Regions from separate parts of the Arachis hypogaea genome. Here region 1 is linked to region 2. Evidence: chromatin contacts called from public Hi-C data. All regions are on one chromosome and are shown on one strand. Each heading gives the region's core, a stretch centred on a gene start, on an enhancer-like site or on the middle of the called end of the contact. The rest is flanking DNA. Distances are from core to core; before and after follow the strand shown.

The links. A called contact is a pair of places that touch in the nucleus more often than the background predicts.
Region 1: a Hi-C map of leaf shows a contact between it and region 2, with 1.6 times the contacts expected there. The contact joins two enhancer-like sites. A contact is called at or near these places in 2 of 8 Hi-C or Micro-C datasets (leaf and an unstated tissue).

The regions. Positions count from the first base shown.
Region 1 is chr13:19,276,859-19,283,087 of arahy.Tifrunner.gnm2.J5K5, reverse strand. No RefSeq gene overlaps it. Among protein-coding and RNA genes, the nearest start is that of TRNAY-GUA, 5.9 kb to the right of the region's middle. Within about 2 kb of position 1,322, at least 1 of the 3 cell types and tissues checked has open chromatin away from gene starts, as enhancers often do.
Region 2 is chr13:19,237,765-19,243,684 of arahy.Tifrunner.gnm2.J5K5, reverse strand. No RefSeq gene overlaps it. Among protein-coding and RNA genes, the nearest start is that of LOC112737570, 10 kb to the left of the region's middle. Within about 2 kb of position 3,449, at least 2 of the 3 cell types and tissues checked have open chromatin away from gene starts, as enhancers often do.

The DNA.
Region 1 (6,229 bases), core at 73-2,572, 42 kb before region 2:
ACAAATAATTTTATAGTTAAATTTTTAAAAAGTTACTCTTTTTTTTTACCTCTCCATTCTTTGTTCTTCTTCTCTTCTTCTTAGCAGGTTTTCTTTTTTCTTTTTTTTTTTCTTTCTTTTTTCTTCTACTCCTTTGCGCATCATTTTTTTCTTTTTCTTCTTCTTTAATATGTAAAATGTATATCTATTTTTAAATCTTAACATAATTCATATGAAATAAAGTTTTATGAAATTAAAGTAGAAATTATGTAGAAACAACCGAAAAACTAACACAAATCATTTGAAAGCAACACACAAATTATAACAAAATTACATAAAAGTTCCTTATAATAGTAGAAGAATGTGTCCTATTTTTTGGGGTAAAAAAGACTTGATTGAAAAATTAACTTGTTCATCTAGTTAAGAGTAAGAATCTGGATTTTGTTTTAACAAGAGAAAAAGTGAAAAACGACAGGAGCCTTTAAATCATGGGGTTTGGATCGTCTTCAAGTTTTCTTTTTGGTTAAGAAACTAGCTTTGCTCTCAAACCCAACAAATGCCTTACCAAAATCAGCCCATATATAGCACCACAATTCCAGAGTTACTAGATAGTTCTCAACCACCATGACCAAAAACAAAAAAGGAAAGATAGTTCTTAGCCATAAAAAAAAAAAAAAAAGAAAAATACCACAGTTCAATTCAGCTGACAAATAGTGATGCCAGTTCCAGGACCGAAAAAAAAAACCCTTGTACCTCGAATCTGAAAAATTTCAAAAGTGAAGCAAACGTAATACAAAAAATAATAATAATAAATTAATATCAATATATTTAAATATTTAAATTTAAAGTATATTTCATGTCCGTCAACTCACATTTTTTATTGACTAATTTTTATATAATACAAAAAATATTATAACTCAGTAGTTAAAGAATTTATAAGTATTATAATTCGAAGGAATCAACTTTAACTGAAATTATGAGAGCAAGATAAAAAAAAATTGTAGAAAGAAAAAAATTTGAATCAAACAATTAAAATTCACTTTATGTATAGGTATATAAAAAATAATATCTATTTTTCTATTAAGTAATTATTGAAATATTTTTTTTAATATGTGTATCACTTTTAAACCACAGCTTTTGTGATCTTCTGTCTGATCAGAATTTGAATAAATTAAACTTGTTTCTAAATTGACTTTCCACTTTTTCTTTTCTTTGAAATATGATATTAATTTGTTTGATCAATTTTTTGTGAATGAAAAGTTCCTCCCAAATTATTTGCTATGTACAGGAAATGATTCATTTTATGCATGTCTTATCAAATCACTGTTAGGCACTCAGTATAAACAGTTAGTTAGAGCTAAGTTAACAATTCTAGTAGACAGTTAAAAAATTAGTTATTACTGAATCACCTACCAAATGAATTTAAATAGAAAGATATTAGGACATCTCCTATGATGCATTATTGATTTATTGGAGATATTTTTGCCAACGTGGCGTAGTTGCTATATATTTATTAAGAATGGATTATAAATTAAAATATTACTCTAGGCATGACTAAATTTGGTGTGAGATTATAAAACACTGAATAAATAACTAAATGTTTAAATCAGTACCAATGAATTTTAGATGGAATATTTTAATTATTAACAAATTTTTATTATTATAAAAATTTTAAGAATTATTCTCATTAGATAAATTAATTATTTTATTATTTTCATTCAAACTTTTAATATTTTTTAACAAATATTATTATAAGAGAATTAAGATTAAAAAAATTTACCATAAGATAAAATAATTCTTTTTAAAATAACAAAATATCCGATTTATTAAAATATTTATTATTTTGATTAATTTCATATGTATTACTATTACTATAATATACATTTAATAAATTTTAATAACGATACATGATACATATACAACTTGTTATAATAAGAATATAACAACACCTTTGACTCTTAACTATTCTCACATTTTTTTTAATATATTTTTGTCTCTAACATTTTTTAAATTGTTTAAAAATATTTTTAATAGTTAATATGATTTAATTTTATTTTAAATGTCCAAAATAAGTTTTATTTATAACTTTATTGTTAATTTTGTTATGACAAGTAATCATGTACTATGGTGATTTATTACAGGGGTTACAACAGTCAAGTTGTGTGTTTGTAAAGTATCAGATTCTTGGATAAGAAAGAAGAAAGAAGAGAACACTCAGAGCGAGAGAGAGAAGAAAGTTAGAGAAAATGCTGTTGAGAAACAATTGTATTAAAAGAAGAAAAAAAAGTGATTCAGTGAGTTATATTGCAGCTACTTATAGAGTGTAAATGTGCCTTGAGTAAGTAGTTACAGATAGTTGAGTGAGTATAACTAATTGAGAGTGTGTAACTAACTGCTGAGCTGCTATCAACAACTTAACAGTTTTGGAAGTGTTCATTTATATACACTTACATGCCCCCTGAAACCAAGGGCCTTTACATCAGGGTTCTACTTCAAATACTCTTAACAAGTCCCTAAACTTGAGGAAAGCTGTTGCTGAGAGAGGCTTTGACAATGTGTCTGCCAGCTGATCCTATGCTGGAATGTGTTGAACAAAGATCTCTTTTATGGTGACAAATTCTCTAACAAAGGATTGACTTAGTGCAAAATATTTGGACTTATTATGCAGAATTGGGTTGGCTGACAATAGAACAGCATTCTGATTATCACAATAGACTATAGGTTTGGTAGAGCAGGAAATTTGAGTTCAACTAGGAGATTTTGCAACCAAACAATTTCAGTGACAGCATATGAAATTCCTATAAATTCTACTTCAGTGTTGCTTTTTGACGCTGCAGTTTGTTTTCTGCTAGCCTAAGATACCAGATTCGAACCTAAGTAAATAGCATAGCCATTTGTTAACTTTCGGTCATCAACATCACTGGTCCAGTCAGAGTCACAGAATCCATATATTCTAAAATTGGTGAATTTACTGAACCTCAAGCCGTGCTGTATAGTGCCTGAAAGGTACCTGAGAATTCGTTTGATAGCTTTCCAATGTGATTCCAATGGAGAGTGAAGAAATTGAGCCACTTTATTCACTGAGAAGGAGATTTTTGGTTTGGTGATTGTGGCATATTGAATGCCACAAACAATAGATCGATACAACGTAAGATTGTTGAATGTGGTGTCACCAAAGTTAGAGAGCTTTAGTGATGAGGTCATGGGGTTGGCACGGGTTTAGCATTGATCATATCATCTTTCTTTAGCAATTCTTTGATGTATTTGATTTGTTTCAATGTGATCGTCCCTGTGGAGCTTGAGCTGACTTCAATCCCAAGGAAGTAGTGCATTTCACCAAGATCTTTCAATGAAAAAGTGTTGTGTTGTTGTGTCATAAGGGTTGTGATCTCACTTTCAGAGATACCAGTGACCAGTATATCATCTACGTAAACAAGGATGTAGGTGGCTGAGGTTGTTGTGAATCTGGTGAAAAGGAATACATCAGATTTCGTGCTTGTGAAACTGAACTGGTGGATAGCAGCACTTAACTTTGTGAACCATGCCCTTGGGGCTTGTTTGAGTCCATAGAGCAATCTTTAGAGCTTGCACACTTGTTAGTTGTTGGGAGACACAAAACCCTCTAGCCGTTGCATGAATACATCTTCAAAGAGATCATCATTTAAGAATGCATTGTTGAAGTCAAATTGATGAATTTTCCACTCCTTTGCAAGTGCAATGCTAAGCATGGTCCGAACCATTGCAAGTCTCACTACAGGGCTGAATATTTGATCATAATCGATTCCTTGTTTTTAGTGAAAACCCTTTGCTACAAGCCTTGCCTCGTACTTTTGGATGCTACCATCTGGATTCTTTTTTACTTTAAATACCCACTTACAACCAATAAGAGTTGAGTGGGTTGGAGGATCAACTAAGCGCCAGGTGTTGTTCTTTAGCAAGACCGAGTATTTTTCTTCCATGGCTTCTCTCTAGTGTGGGGTAGCAAGGGCTTGTTCTATAGACCTCAGGAGGCACTGGTCCGCACATTCGATGTTGGTTGTGGCTAAGGTAGCATTATATACTTTTGACTTGTAGATGCCATTTTTGCTTCGTGTTTGCATTGCATGATGGTTCTGAAGGATGGGTGGTGAAGACACAGCCTCTGCTGATTGACTACCAGGTTCAATTGCTACCTGCGAAGATACAGTATCATAGGAATCTACAGTGTCAACAGTGTTAGTAGAAGTGTCGATATTAGTGACTTTAACAGATGCATTCAGTAATGAATTAGATATAGCATTGATATTAGTGGAAGGTGTATCATGTATGTCTAATCATGTGGGTGAGGGAGAGGTGATAGGTGGGGGTTGAAGGTGAGGATGTTGATAGAATGTAAAGGTTGAGGGTGGGTTAAGGGCTAGCCTGGTTGATGTTGGTGATGAGGTGTGGAACAGAGTTGGGTAAGGGAACTCATGCTCCCAAAAAATCACATTTCTAGACATATAGACCCTACCAAATGGAGATAGGCATTTGTAGCCTTTTTTTATCTGAGCTATAACCTATAAAGATGCACTTTTGGGATTTATGGTCAAATTTGTGAGTGTTATAAAATTTTAGCAGAGGGTAACATGTGCAGCCAAAGGATTTTAGGTGAAGGTAATCTGGCATGGTGTTGAAGAGGGTTTCTAGGCAAGTTTTGAGGTTGAAAACTTGGGTTGGTAAGCGATTTATCAAGAAGGTTGCAGTGAGGACAGCTTCATCCCAAAAGGAGAGAGGTAGTGAGGCTTGAGACAGTAGAGTGAGGTAAGTTTCAGTTGGGTGCCTGTGTTTGCGTTCAACGCACCCATTTTGTTGGTGTGTGTGTGGACAAGTGAGGCGATGTCAGATTCCTTGGTTTGTAAAGAACTGGTTGAAGGGTTTGGAAAGGTATTTTCTACCATTATCTATTTGCGGGGATTTTATTTTGTGGCCATTTTTGTTCTCAATCATGACTTTAAATTGGAAAAAGGCTGAGAAGATTTGGGACTTTGTTTTGAGCATGTAAGTGCATGTGTATCGACTATATGCATCTATGAAGCATGCATAGTATCTATAGCCAGACCTACTGGAAATTAGAGAAGGCCCCCAAAGATCTGAGTAGATGAGTTCTAAGGGTTTGGTATGCTGTGTTTGTGAATGAGGGAATAGGAGTTGGTGTATTTTGTTTGTGCAGTAAGGTTCATATGTTATAGTGGTAGAGGTAGTGGTTTGAGGTGGGTAAATATTAAGTTTGGCTAGAACAGTTTTAGTGATTTTGGTGGAGGGGTGGCCAAGCCGATTGTGCCAAAAGTCTAAGGTGTTAGTGGTGTTGGTGTGTGCAGTTGGTGCTGTGATTTTGGTAGTTGGAGAGGTGGTGCTGGTGTTTGGTGAATTATGATTGAAGGGACTAGTTAGGTTGTTAACAGAGGTATTTATTGTAGCCTTTGAGTTGGTCATCATAACACAAGAATCATATGCAGGGTTGTTTAGAGTTGTAATACCACAACCATTATTTGTTATGGTGCCAGAATCAGATGCACAATTATTTGAAGTTGCAGCAGTATAGTTTAAAGAGAGAATGTTGACAGTATGAGCATGAGTGCTTGAAAGAGGAATTTTATTGAATTGAGAAGAAATTGCATCAAAGTTTGTATTTACATTTGTGTCTCTACAGGAATTCTTATTTCCACTACTTACACTACTGGTGCTTGTTGCTCTTGTTGCTATGCTAGTTACACTACTGCTGCTATTTATTGCTTTCTTCTCTTTTGAGGAATTACAGCATGCATTCTTATTTTCACTTCTTGCACTACTAGTACTTACTACACTACTACTTGTTGCACTACTAGCTTTTCTTCTTTTTCTTTTGGTTTGTGATACCAAACTTCTTGTTCTTTCTCTTTTTAATTTGCTAAGCTTTTGACACTAACATTTTCACAAATGCTCTTTTTAGCATTGGTGATTTTTTCTTTTTCAACTTTTCAGATTGGCCTTTGAATTTGAATATTGTCAAATCTATACAATCCATTCCTATGCCTGCCATAGAATAGAATCTTCTTGGATTCCTGGTATTTTACGGCACATAAGTAAGACTAGAACTCAAAAAACACCCCATTATCTAATGCAAACTTTGATACACTGACTAGATTTTTTGAAATTGTGGGGACATGAAGCAAATTCTTGAGTTTGAAAAACTTGTTTGACATAAAAGCATGAATGATAGACCTTCCAATATTAGTAATACTCATACTTT
Region 2 (5,920 bases), core at 2,200-4,699:
TACATATTATTATGCATGTGCCGTAACGAAGAAGACATGCAGCATGCATTGATTAATCAGAAAGACAAGTTTGGTAAATTATTCAGATGTAGTTAGTAATTAAATAGAACCCACTTCATTAATTATTTATTATATATATATGTGTGTGTGCATGATGCCTGTTGTTTTCTTTATTATATGGTAGTCAATAAGCATATTGCCTGTGTCATGAGAATTGATATGATGAGAATCTAATAAGTAGCATACCCCATAATATAAGACTTTGTAGCAACCAAGATATTAAACCGTGCCAGGAAATAAAGTACGTAGTTGTATCTTATTGTTTCCCTTAGACGTTACTCTTCTCCGATCCCTCTTTCGAGGTTTATGTAATTTCGTACATGGACTACTAACTCTTTGATTGTTGACCCAAAAGAGAGATTATTATAACTCTAGCTATATGATTATAAATAAAGTAATATTCAGAGAGATAATGGTAGGGATTTTAATAAGAAAATGTCAGACGAATTGAAAGGGGGGAAGAAAAGGATAACAAGAATCGCGAAAACACAAAATAATAGATACAGATTTTTTTTTTATACTAAATTAAACGAACAAATTTGTTTCTAGCAATTTAAGTCACTCAAAAGTTTTTTTTATTAGACTTTCAAAGAATTTATTATTAACAACTTATATTAAAAGGCTGAAAATTAAAAGAACTACTACTAAAAAATTACTTTAAGTTGGCTCTTTTAAATTTATTTGTACAACAAGCAAAACAAATCATCATCTTACTTAATAATTATACATAAAAAAAACGTGCATAAAGCAATTTAAAATTTTTATTCTCACAAAAAATATTTAAATAAATTCTTAACATATTACCCTAAAAATAGCCAAATCTTTTTAGTTAAACAACTATTTAAATGAAAATATTAAAAACATCTTTTCACGATGATTTTGGTTTAAAAAGTATGACTTGTTTGTTTTGTTACACTTTAAACAAAAATAACACTTTTATAACATATAAAAATTAAGGCCTAAAATCTATTATCTAATAGTCAAAATAAAATATCTTTATATAAAAATAATTATGAAATCTTCATTAGAGTATCCACCTTTTAGATATGTCTCTAAAATTAGCATCATTAATTTAAATTAAATTTGATTTAAATTAAAAATTTAAAAATATGATAACTAATTTAAATCAAATTTAATTTTATTAGATTAGATCAGATTTGATTTAAATTTAAAATACCTAAAAGTACTACTAAACAAATCAAAATCAAATTAAATCTTTAACCAATCTTAACACTACATCAAATTGAAATATGGGTAATGCTAGATAGACAAAAAAAAAAAAAAAGGCAGAACTTGTTTTATTTAGCATTAATTAATTATCGCAATAATTAATGAATGCTAAATAAGACAAGTTATGACTGTTTCTGGCTGATTTTCTTTGGTTACCAAACATTTTCGTTTTTTTTTTTTAGTCAATGATTAATGTGAAAACTGCCAAATTTTTAAAGTTCTCTTTAAATTTCTTTGCACATACTTTAGTGAAAGAATCCTCTAAATATAAAATCTTCATTTGGCCCTTTTATCTTAAAATGTCTAAATTATCTTCCCCAACATATATATATCAGATTTATGTGTAACTTCAACAAGAAAGGCTTATTATGTCATTTACTTGATGAAGAATTAAGGTTTTACCCCATTTTTAACAAGAATATAGATCACACATACACATACACTTCTTCCAAGTTCAACTTAACACCCTATAAAATAGAATAGTTAAACTAACGCTGATTAAAAGTAAGACACAGAACAAAATAAAACCACATCCCCCCCCCCCCCCCCCCTTTTTTTTCTCCCCGCCAAAAAAATTGGTCTGAATGAAGTTTTCGCATTAGACAATTTCATTTTCTACCACTGGAAGAAAAATTAGACCTTTAACTATCAGTAAAATTAATTAATTAGTTTGTTAGGTTATTTTTATTTGTGAAATGACTGTAAAATAACATTTTCAAAGATTTTTTTACAACACTATAAAAAAATGATTTGGTAATACTTTTAGTTTATTGACAAATGTTTTTACTATCAAAACAATAATTTCTAAATGTCAGTAATTTTTTTCTATTACAATGATTTGAATGTTAAGAATATCGTTTTTTTTTTTTTGAAAATTAGTTACCAATTTACATAAAATATATTAAACATTTTTTATAATTAATTAATGACTGTAAAAATTGTACTACTAATATGATAATTAATTTGTACAACTATTAACTGTAATTAATGTTCATTTTCTTGTAGTATATATTTTCATTCCATTTGAAAGAGTAAATACCAAAAGTGATCCCTACTTTCTATGAATTTCATATAGAATATTTTGGTTTCAATTAAATTGTATAGTATTTTAAAAGTTTCTGAAAAATATTTTCATTAAACAGATTGCCCCTATGTAGCTTTTAATAAAAATGTAATATTTGTAGAAAAAATAAATTGTTAATAAATTTTATTATAATAAATTAAATCTTAAAACTATCATTATAAGAAACAAAATGTGGATATTAATTAAAAAAGCTCGCACAATGCCAAAATTACCCCTATGACAGAACAATAACTGTATACGTTTTTTTTTTTTTGGACCAGTAACAATAACTGTATACTTTGCTCTGATTTAGGAGTCGTAATTTTTTTTTTTTGGGTGTACAGCCGTAATTTTTTGGTTTGAATAATTTGAAAAAGACTGTAAAGTACTAATAACACGCTGATATTGTTTTTTGTATTCATATTGGTTTTATGTTTTGGTCAGAAGTGGTATGGTTTTGTAATCAGCAACAAATAGATAATTGTGAAAACTTCTGAGCAATAGCCTGTGACTATTTTGGGCTTGCACCTCAATGTTCATGAGAACTGTCATATTTGGGCCTGGCCTATTTTATTTTGGATATTAATAAAATACTCACAAGAGGGAAACCAAAAAAAAAAAAAAAATACTCACAAGAGTGCGTTCCAATCTGATATTTATTTAAATTCTAGTGTAGTTGCTAGGTTTGTATGTGTGTGGGATGTGTGAATGAGTGAGTTGTATGACAAAAAAAAAAAAAAAACTAATTTCACATTCTAGCTATGATTAAATTGTTTTGGGATAGTTAGAGTAGTTGTAATTGGAATTTAGGATTTTATCCGGTTTAGGTTTGTTTGGGTCGGATTATTCGAGACAGACCCACAAAAAAATGATATATGTAATTCATGGAAATAAGAGAAAATACGTGTATACAGGTGAATATGAGAATTTATGATTTTATATTTAGATTTGTTTGGGTTGGATTTTTCGACCCAAACCCGTCAAAAAATTGATATATGAAACTCATGGAAAGAAGAAAAAATGTGTGTGTATAGGTGAACATGAGAATCTAAGATTTTATCCGGTTTAGGTTTGTTTGGGTCGGATTATTCAATCCAGACCCGCCCAAAAAAATAATATATGAAACCCATGGAAAGAAGAGAGAATGTGTGTGTATAGGTGAATATGAATCCAATAATATTCACAGATCATATTTATATTCATTTGATATGTAAGTTGCGGAGATATCTGTATCCGCAGATTTGATGTGCAAATCTACAATACATAATATATATATATATATATATATATATATATATATATATATATATATATATATATATATATATATATATATATATATTTAGAGTTACGTTTAGTATTTTTCTTTTGGAAACTTAAATTTTTTTTATGCGTATCTCACACACTCCACTCCCTAAAAAATTAGCTAATAATAATAATAACAATAATAATAATTATTATTATTATTATTATTATTATTATTATTATTATTATTTATTAGTATGCTTTTTTTATAAAAATCATTTGTTAAAATAATTTTTAATAAGATATCTACTTAATTTTAAGTGATGGAATATTTTCTAATCCTATATTTATATTTTGTATAGTTTTTTTTTATCCTCTAAATTTATTAGAAATAAGTTTTTTAGAAAATTTTCTATTTTGCTAATCCAATCCAATACGCTCTGTAAAATTTTTTATTTTGTGGATATATTCGATATTCAATCCGCTTGGATCCAAACATAAAAAATACTGATATTGTATTCAATCTGATGTGATGTATTTAGTACGAATTCGGATCGAAATTTTGATCACATTTAATCCAATTCAATTTGTGTGCAACCCTAATTTAAAGTTACTGTATGCTCTAACTTTTTATTACATTCTTAATTACACCAACAGTTTCGCTATCAACTTCTCAATTGTATTGAATAAGACATTAATAAAATCTTTATATGTTTTAACTTCTCAAATTCTGAAAATTTAAAAATATTAAAAAAACACAAATATATAGACACATAAATATATTTTAGTGTAGGATCCAAATCAAAAATGAACTTATATAACGAACTTATATAACGAAAAAAGAGAAGTTAGCACTTCAAATAGAAAGTCAGAGTTGAAGCTGAACGTTCACCTTAGCGGCACCTCTGAGGTTAGATGCATAGTATATAACTAGCAATATAACATACCAATTAGTTAAATCATGAAAGAAAAACAACCATTAGTACCCACGAATTTTATCAATGTTGACAAAAGTACTCATCAAACAAAAAAATTAACGTTGTACCCATAAAAGATGGATTCCGTATGACAAAAGTACCAAAAGTCTAATTTTTTGTTGACTCTAACAAAATACCTAAATTAACCATATCCTTTTCTCTTTCCTAAATTTCAACAACAACAGTGCTTCAAAAAATTCCATCCATCAAATACAATATTATCACCTTTGTTTTTTCTCCCAAATCTTCTTATTCTTCTCAAAATTTACCAAAAAAACATACTCTTCCAGAATTAGAAGCTTAACATGGTTGAATCTACAACAACCATTCTCACTGTCGGTTACTGCCCTCTCACTGTCATCGCCTCATCGTTGTCGTGCCTTGCACAACACTCGTTCAACAGCATCGTCGTCTCTTGCTCCATGCTCGTTCGTCATCATTGTGACCTCCTAATTGATCTTCCTCGTCATTATCGCCTCCAGCAGAATCGTGACCGCCATCAGCAGCATCGTTGCAGCCTCCATCAGCCTCTTCGTCACTCATCGGCGCTGCCTCTCGCAGCCTCATCGTCGTCGTCGCATCAATCTTTCATTTTGTCGTGGCTACCTCGCATTTGTTACCACCTTCTGTACTAAGTCCGTTTCTCTTATTAAGATTTTGGGGTTTGGGGTTTGTTCAATTTTTTTGGCAATATAAATTCTGGGTATGACTTGATTAAGTAAATTGATTGGCAATTTAACCTTTTTTGTTGTTGTTGTTGGTGGTGGTGGTGTAGATGGTGGGAAGGACCTTTCAGATTCTAAGTGTTTTGGGTACTTTTACATTGAAATTTTTTTATTTCCAAAGAAATGGGCGTTGGTGCTGAAATTTGGGAAAGAAGAGAGAACGTGGAGTTGAGGTTGAAAATAAATGATGGGTTAATTTGAAAATTTTGTTAAAAAATCAACAAAAAATTAGGGTTTGGGTAGTTTTGTCGTACAAAACCTATCTTTCATGGATACAACTTTAGTTTTCTTGTTTAATAGGTATTTTTGTTAGCGTTCGTAAAGTTCATGGGTACTAATAGTTATTTTTCCAAATCATTAATCTATGGATTCCTATCGAAAAAAAAGGAGACAAACTATGACTAAGTATATAAAGTTATATAGTGCTAGTTTGGATTGGTTTTTTAAGTGAAAAAAGTACTTTTCTTAAAAAATAAAGTACTTTTATTTAATTTAAAACTTATTTAGATACGCCTTTAAAAAAAATATTTTTATTAAAAAAAAACAATTCAATGAGATATAAGTGGGTATGGCTTGGACATATAAGTGAGTGCTTTGAATCTTGGATGGATCATAAGGTG